2 separate regions of the Mus musculus genome follow, and region 2 is linked to region 1. The links are chromatin contacts, called in public HiChIP or PLAC-seq maps. All regions are on one chromosome and are shown on one strand. The core of a region is the stretch at or near the end of the contact, and the rest is flanking DNA. Distances in the headings are between cores, read along the strand shown.

Evidence for each region. HiChIP or PLAC-seq counts read pairs in DNA pulled down with a chosen protein or histone mark.
Region 2: a contact with region 1 is called in a RAD21 HiChIP or PLAC-seq map of pro-B cells, with 43 times the contacts expected there. The contact joins two enhancer-like sites. A contact is called at or near these places in 2 of 39 promoter capture datasets (the HPC-7 cell line and hippocampal neurons), 2 of 15 datasets of contacts at CTCF or cohesin (large pre-B cells and pro-B cells), 44 of 484 Hi-C or Micro-C datasets (3T3-L1-derived adipocytes, the 63-12 cell line, B cells and 33 more) and 9 of 115 datasets of contacts at active chromatin or transcription factors (SST interneurons, acute myeloid leukemia, astrocytes and 5 more).

Annotation. Positions count from the first base shown.
Region 1 is chr17:50,986,206-50,989,516 of GRCm38.p6, forward strand. All of the region lies in intron 3 of Tbc1d5 (TBC1 domain family, member 5), which reads right to left. Among named protein-coding and RNA genes, the nearest start is that of Gm31083, 110 kb to the left of the region's middle. Within about 2 kb of position 1,941, at least 2 of the 459 cell types and tissues checked have an H3K27ac peak or open chromatin away from gene starts, as enhancers often do. A contact at or near this core is called in pro-B cells, where this site is marked.
Region 2 is chr17:51,775,842-51,779,432 of GRCm38.p6, forward strand. The region is part of intron 7 of Satb1 (special AT-rich sequence binding protein 1); the gene reads right to left. Among named protein-coding and RNA genes, the nearest start is that of Satb1, 55 kb to the right of the region's middle. Within about 2 kb of position 2,225, at least 6 of the 459 cell types and tissues checked have an H3K27ac peak or open chromatin away from gene starts, as enhancers often do. A contact at or near this core is called in pro-B cells, where this site is marked.

The sequences.
Region 1 (3,311 bases), core at 691-3,190:
AGACTCTGATTTAAAATCACATCTCATGATGATGATAGAGGACTTTAAGAAGGTTTTAAATAACTCCCTTAAAGAAATACAGGAGAACACAGATAAACAGCTAGAAGCCCTTAAAGAGGAAACTCAAAAATCCCTTAAAGTATTACAGGAAAACACAACCAACAGGTGAAGGAATTGAACAAAACTATCCAGGATATAAAAATGGAAATAGAAGCAATAAGGAACCCCACAAAGGGAGACCCCCTGGAGATACCAATAGAAACAACAGAAAGCCCACATACACAAGGAAGCTGAACAACGCTCTATTCAAAGATAACTTGGTCAAGGAAGAAATAAAGAAATTAAAGACTTTTTACATGCTCTACAATGTACATAGCAGCCTTATTTATAGTATCCAGAATCTGAAAAGAATCCAGATATCCTTCAACAGAGGAATGGATGCAGAAAATGTGGTATATTTACATAATGGAATACTACTCAGCTATTAAAAACAATGACTTCATGAAATTCACAGGCAAATGGATGGATCTAGAAAATCCTGAGTGAGATAACTCAGTCACAAAGGAACACACATGGTATGCACTCACTGATAACTGGATTTTTAAAAAAAAGGATGACAAATTATTTACAAAATAAAAGCAAATGTTTATGATTATTATAGTTGTGTGTAAGCTAATTCTTTTACAACAAGGGTGAGATTACACATATAATATCTTATTTCAATTAAAATTAGTAGGATTATCATAATCTGAAATGATAAAAGAAATAGTATCTCAGTCACTAAACCTAATTTTCCTGTATTCCATGCTCTTTAAAAGCTTGCAGACACTTCGTGTGTGTCATTCCAGCACCAGCACAGAGCAAGCATTACTGCTATACCCTGACATCAGATGCTTCCTCATCTTTAGGACTAAAGATTGCAATTAGTGAGGTAAATCTCACCTACATAACTCTTGCTCATTTCAGCTGGATTCCATAAGAACAAGTATTTAAAAATCATTCAAATAAGAAAAGCTGTGGGGATTTTATTTGCTTTGTTTGTTGGTTTATTTTTGAGTGTCTCACTGTAGAGCTCAGAGGACCTAAAACTGGCTATGCAGATGAGACGCCTTCCTCTGCTAGGTTTAGTCACCACAATACCATGTCTAGCGCTTTTCTCAATAGCCATATTTTATTATAAGATGTTGCACACATTTTGTATATTTTCCATAGTTTGTAATTGTCACCTGAGAAAATGCCACATTAACTGTAATTTCCAAGGTGCAAAAGACTGTAATAAGGAAACAAAAAAGCAGATTTTCCTTCTCAAAAATATACCACATAAGGAGTGAAACTGTTTCACTAGCAATATCTGTGAAAATTTTCAGAATTTGTTACACAGGGAAAAGTCAATAAAGTTTTGAAGTGGGAAAAACAGCTTTGTCCTTTCAAGCCTACAGTTGAAATTATTACAGCAAATGTTTATGACAGGAACAAGTTCTCAATTTTAGTATAGATGTTTTAAATTCTTATTCTGGAGTAAACGACTGTTGAAAGGTTTACACACACACACACACACACACACACACACACACACACACACACACACACCAGAGTTTGTATTCCTAGAAAACTGTACATAAAGGATGCTATGTACTGTAGGAATCTTTATTAATGTGAGACATTTGGAGGCGTTACCACTGATAACCAGGAGAAAACAGACAGACAACAGAAACTCATCCTTCATTTAAACTGTGACATGCTAAGAGCGCATCTAAAGATGAGAAAACCCCAAATAAAAACTACAAGCAAATGTCATTCTATTACTAATTTGCTTTTAAATGTAGTAAAGTAAGCATTAATTTCAAAGGGAAGGAAGTAAGTGCAATGACAATATAATCTTGGAACGTATGTGTAGTGTTCCTCTAAAATATCAACAGAGGGTGCAAGAGAGTTTAATATGTTTTTAGGTGTCCTCGTAATTTGGGAATCAAGCTGTCAAACAACCAACAATAAGTGCAACAAGACTGTACAGACTGATTTTCACTCACATAGACAGATAGAAACACACACACATACCCTGCATGCACACACACAAAAAGGCTTTAAGTGTTAATATAACACAAATACTCAATTGTGTTTTAGAATACTAAATTTCCTTTTGTTTGAAAAGTAATTTAACAGCGTAAGACAATTTTCAGAATATAATTTCGATTTTAAAGGTATTTCAAAACCTAGTATACAAAGGGACATGGCGATTTTAACTCAGCTTATATAATTTAAATATGTATATGAATTATACACAAATATACAGTATAACAATCAATGTTATACAATAATTTACAATATACTCTAGTTTATATCTTTAACATCAACTCACCAATTCTTGTAGCTACAAATGTGTGAAATTTACGTATTATTATTATTATTATTATTTTTACTATTATTACTTGGTAAGCAACTTCGTAAAATAAGTAACACAAAGTAGTTTGGCTCTTCTATTGTCACTAAATGAAGTTATCAGTACTGGGGCAGAATTACATCTAACTGTGTTGTTGGCCAAAGGGGTCCCATGGAAATCCGCAAACAACTCAGGTTGTCTTCAAGGGAATAGGTGGTTGATCTGCAGACTGACAGCAAGGCTATATTGCTGAAGACAACACAAACACAAGGAGGTTCTCCTCATTGAACAAGGAGAAATTGATCTGGTGTGTCCACACAGTACCTTCACCCCTACTTTATAGGTCTTTGATATAGGAAGGTTCTCTGCACACTACCAAAGGACATATGTAAATACCAACCCAGCACAAACTCTCATCTCCAGTGGAGTCCTCCCTGGAAGAGAAAATGGTGGCACGGAGAGTGAGAGACCTTGGAACACTCAGCCCCGTGGAATGTCTCAATCAAATCTCTCCACTCAGCGCTCAGGATATCCCTCAGAAGAGAAGATAGAAAGTGTAAGAGCCAGAGGAGATGCAGGACACCAAGAAATAAGGCTCTCTAAATCAACAGGATCGAAGGTCATATGAACTCACAGAGACTAGAGACCAAGGCAGCATGCACAGAGCTGCAAGCTTTTGTATCAAGTCCGGTCTGTACACATGCATTATGGCTTCCAGTTCAGTGCTCCTATGTGATTCCTGAGTGTGGGAACGAGTGGGTCTCTGATTCTTGTGCTCTCTCCTTGAGCTCTTTCTTTTCCCTGTTGGTTTTGAACAACTCCGATATACTAGTTTTTGTTTTATGTTTTATTACATTTCCTTATGATCACAGAGAAGCCAGTCTTTCTTTTTGAGAGACAGAAAAGGAGTAGATCTAGAGGGGAGGTAGGA
Region 2 (3,591 bases), core at 975-3,474, 790 kb after region 1:
CCAGAAAACAAGCTGCAGCACAATGAAGACCACTCAAACTTTTGTCTATATAGATGATATTTTGTCGTTCCTTAATTTTCAATTTACAAAGTGTCACAGGTAGTCATTAAGTTGCTGTTTAAAGGGAAATGGACTGCCATGGGAAACTGTAAAACTTTCTATGCTATACCGATAGGTAACAGGTTGGAAACTTCGCACGTCAGAAACCACAGATCACACCTGAAATAATTAACTACTCTTCCACACTGTAAAAATCTATCCCAGAATTTGACATATTGAAAAGAGTATCATCAAACTAAAAGTCACTATTAGCAACAGCAGAAACTTACAAACTTCTAGAATCTTCTCTTAAGGTGTTTTTCTTCCCTCAATAACTCAGTATTACAATATGTTTGTTTTTCTTTGGGGGGGAATTTATTATTTAAATGGGTGATTTCCTTCTGATGTATCTGAAGAGTATGAAGTCCAAGAACAGCAAAGGCTGCGCTGTCTCCAGGATAATAAGACTTAGAAGTCATCGTCAATCTGTAGCCTGCTTTCTTTACTTAGACATATTATCATAGTATAGTTACATCAGTTATCGTGATAGTAGTAGAATTACATCCAGATTTTTGCACAATTTGAAATCTACCTCTACCCAAACCCTAAAGAAATGGTCAAAAAATGTATATTTGAGTGAGAGAAGGTAAAATAGACTCCCCAAAATTTTAACTCTTGGAGATCCTTTCAATTTCTCATCAGTGCATCATGCTGCCTGATATACTGATACAGTACTTATTACAGATAAGAACACTGTCCCTTTAAAATACATCATTTGATTTATAAGCAGCTTCTTAAGGAGGGAAGAAATGTCCACCAAGCTCTGGGGAACTGAGTTAGTCACAAATAAATCTCACAGTTGGTCTACTGCAACCAAAGCCTGGATTTATGTCTGGACTTTCATAAGAAATGTTCCTTAAGAATTGAGGCATTTGTCCTTTTGGCCATGAGACTAACTAGTAACTGCAACTCTGTCTACTGACAACCAAACATCCTGTCAACTGACCTCAGATTCAAACAGGCAGTCAGCCATCCCACTCTTTAACCTGCACTAGGACAACTGATTAGACTATTTCTGATGTGTCTTATAAAAAGAAACAAGACACATCACACTGAAAGTCTATGCCACTGTTCCCACAAAATGTTACATACTTAAAAAACGGACAAACAAAAACTACTTGAAAACAAGGCATGATACCATGCCTGTAGTTCCAGCACCAAGAAGGCTAAAACTGTAAGATCATGCTTTTGAGGCCAGTCAGACTACACAGTAAGACCTCGTCTCAAAAACATACATACATACATGGAACAGACAAAAACATGGCTGGTAAAGCAATATATAGCAATTGCATAGGAATACATATAATATAGAAAATGTCATGAAATCCTCAAGGATAATAGTATAGTTAATTTTGTCTGTCTAACTCAATGCCTTATGCTTAAAAGTTGTTGATAAGTACTAAAGTAATTATGTGTATATAGACTGCAGAGATGAAAAAGGGAACACTAGAATATATTGAAATGGTCATTATCAGCTAAGACTACTGTTACTAAAGAACCAAGGCCATGGGCTCTTTCAGCCAAGGCACTCAGTAGTGGCTTTGCTCTGTGAAATGCCAATCTGCACAGTGTTACTAACTAGTCAGTAAATTAGAAAACAAATCAGGGCAAAAGATACCCTATAAATATTTAGGGTATAATATTTAATTTTTTTTGTACATCAGAGCACTTGATATTAGACATCTAACAATCTCAAAATGACAAAGTAATATTTTATATATGTCTATTAAGAATATTCCACAGCAGAAGTATAGTGAGTAAGCCAAACCTGTCAGAAAAAACAAAACAGAACACAGAAACATTTTCCTTCAAGTCTTGTTAACAGAAGACTCACCAGGGGTGTGGCTCAGCCAGAAGACATCACCACTTGGGTGAGAATCTGAAGTCAGCAAACCTTCCCATTTAAGCAGAGAAGCGTTGCCTCTGAGGGGCCCTTTCCCCAAATGTAACCATAGCTTTGAGTGAAGGCAGGTGTCCTGCCTGGAGTGTGCCAAGACAGTGTTCCCAACCCCAGACATTCAAGGAGCTCCATAGCAGCCAGTGGAGACAGAAAATCTACTGTTTCAGACAATCTACTGTTTCAGACAATCTACTGTTTCACAAACTTTTTTTTTTTCTTTTTGGCCCAGAGCTTTCAATGAGGGGAGTGCCCCCTGGTGGAAATGCCTGAAAAATATTGTTAGAAATCATATGATTTAGTGTTAATTTTTAAAAATGACTTAAGAGCAATGTAGAATAATCTGGATGCAAATGGCAGCTGTTAGGATGCAGGCACTAGAGTGAAAGTCTGGGTCCTGTTCCAGTTGTAGTTCGAATGGCTGATGAATTCAGTGTCTATGTGGTCCCTTTTCCCAGGTGATATAGGTCAGATATAGTGCAGTCTTGCCAGGGAAGGTTAAGGTCATTAGTATTAATTTCTCATGACTGACTGATCCAGACATCATTACCAACAATCTAGCATACTAAAGAAACAGTACGGAAAGACCACACACCCTGTCACATTACAGTACCAGCTGAGGTACCCAATTAAAGTACAGCCAATCTGTGTCCCATAGGTGCTTCAATAAAGTCACTGAACTAAATTAGGTAAAATCAGTAATCTTGTTTCTAAAAAGAAGTGAAACAAAAGACGTGCATGTTATGAAGGGGGTTCCCAACACGTCACAAATATTATTCTCACTAGAAATAAGAATCTGGCGTTCACTGGGTGGTCAGATCGTACAAATAATTAGATTTGTGTTGTATGTATGAAAACATAAAATTATTCTACTCTGTCATTACTTAGTGGCTAACGGAGAGCCCTGATGTTTTTCAATTAAAGAATACATTTACTGATAAATTCCTAAACCTTTCTATTTTACATTCCGACAAAGAGTTACACAAGTTATTACAAGTAAAATTCATTACTGATTGCAAAAGAAAGAAAACCTCCAATAAATATTATCAGTCCTTCCAAAGGCTCATTATAAATTCTTTAAAACAGCAGATAAGTTAAAGGGACGGCCAATCTGAACAAAAAGCCTGTCTGGCCTCCAGTTTGTCTCCTCTTTGAACATAATCACTGATTAAAATAGATTTTATCAGCTCTGTGGAACTTCAAAGCTCTTAGGGAAAAAAAAAAAAAAAGATTTCAGGAACCCGCCCTCCCTCCTAAGAGAAAGACAGAATATTCTCCAGGCTACTGGCCTGTTTGGTGAGTTCTTGGTCATGTGTCCAGGTGAAAGACTATTTTCAAGCTCCACCTGCTCATGGCCTCACGCCAAGCAAGCTGTAAGGAGATGCATTCATCTGTGTTCCTTGGTAGGCTCATCAAGAGCTGTCACACCAGATAATGGCACCTTTCTACCTATTATCCAACTGTGATATGGAGAGTGGACTTTTCTTAAATTACCCTGAAGAATGATAGGAAGACAGTAGTGATTTCTGTTATACTTAAAGCAGGTGAATTTCTTTCTCTCCACCACATAATTCACAGAACTCAAATTCAATAAA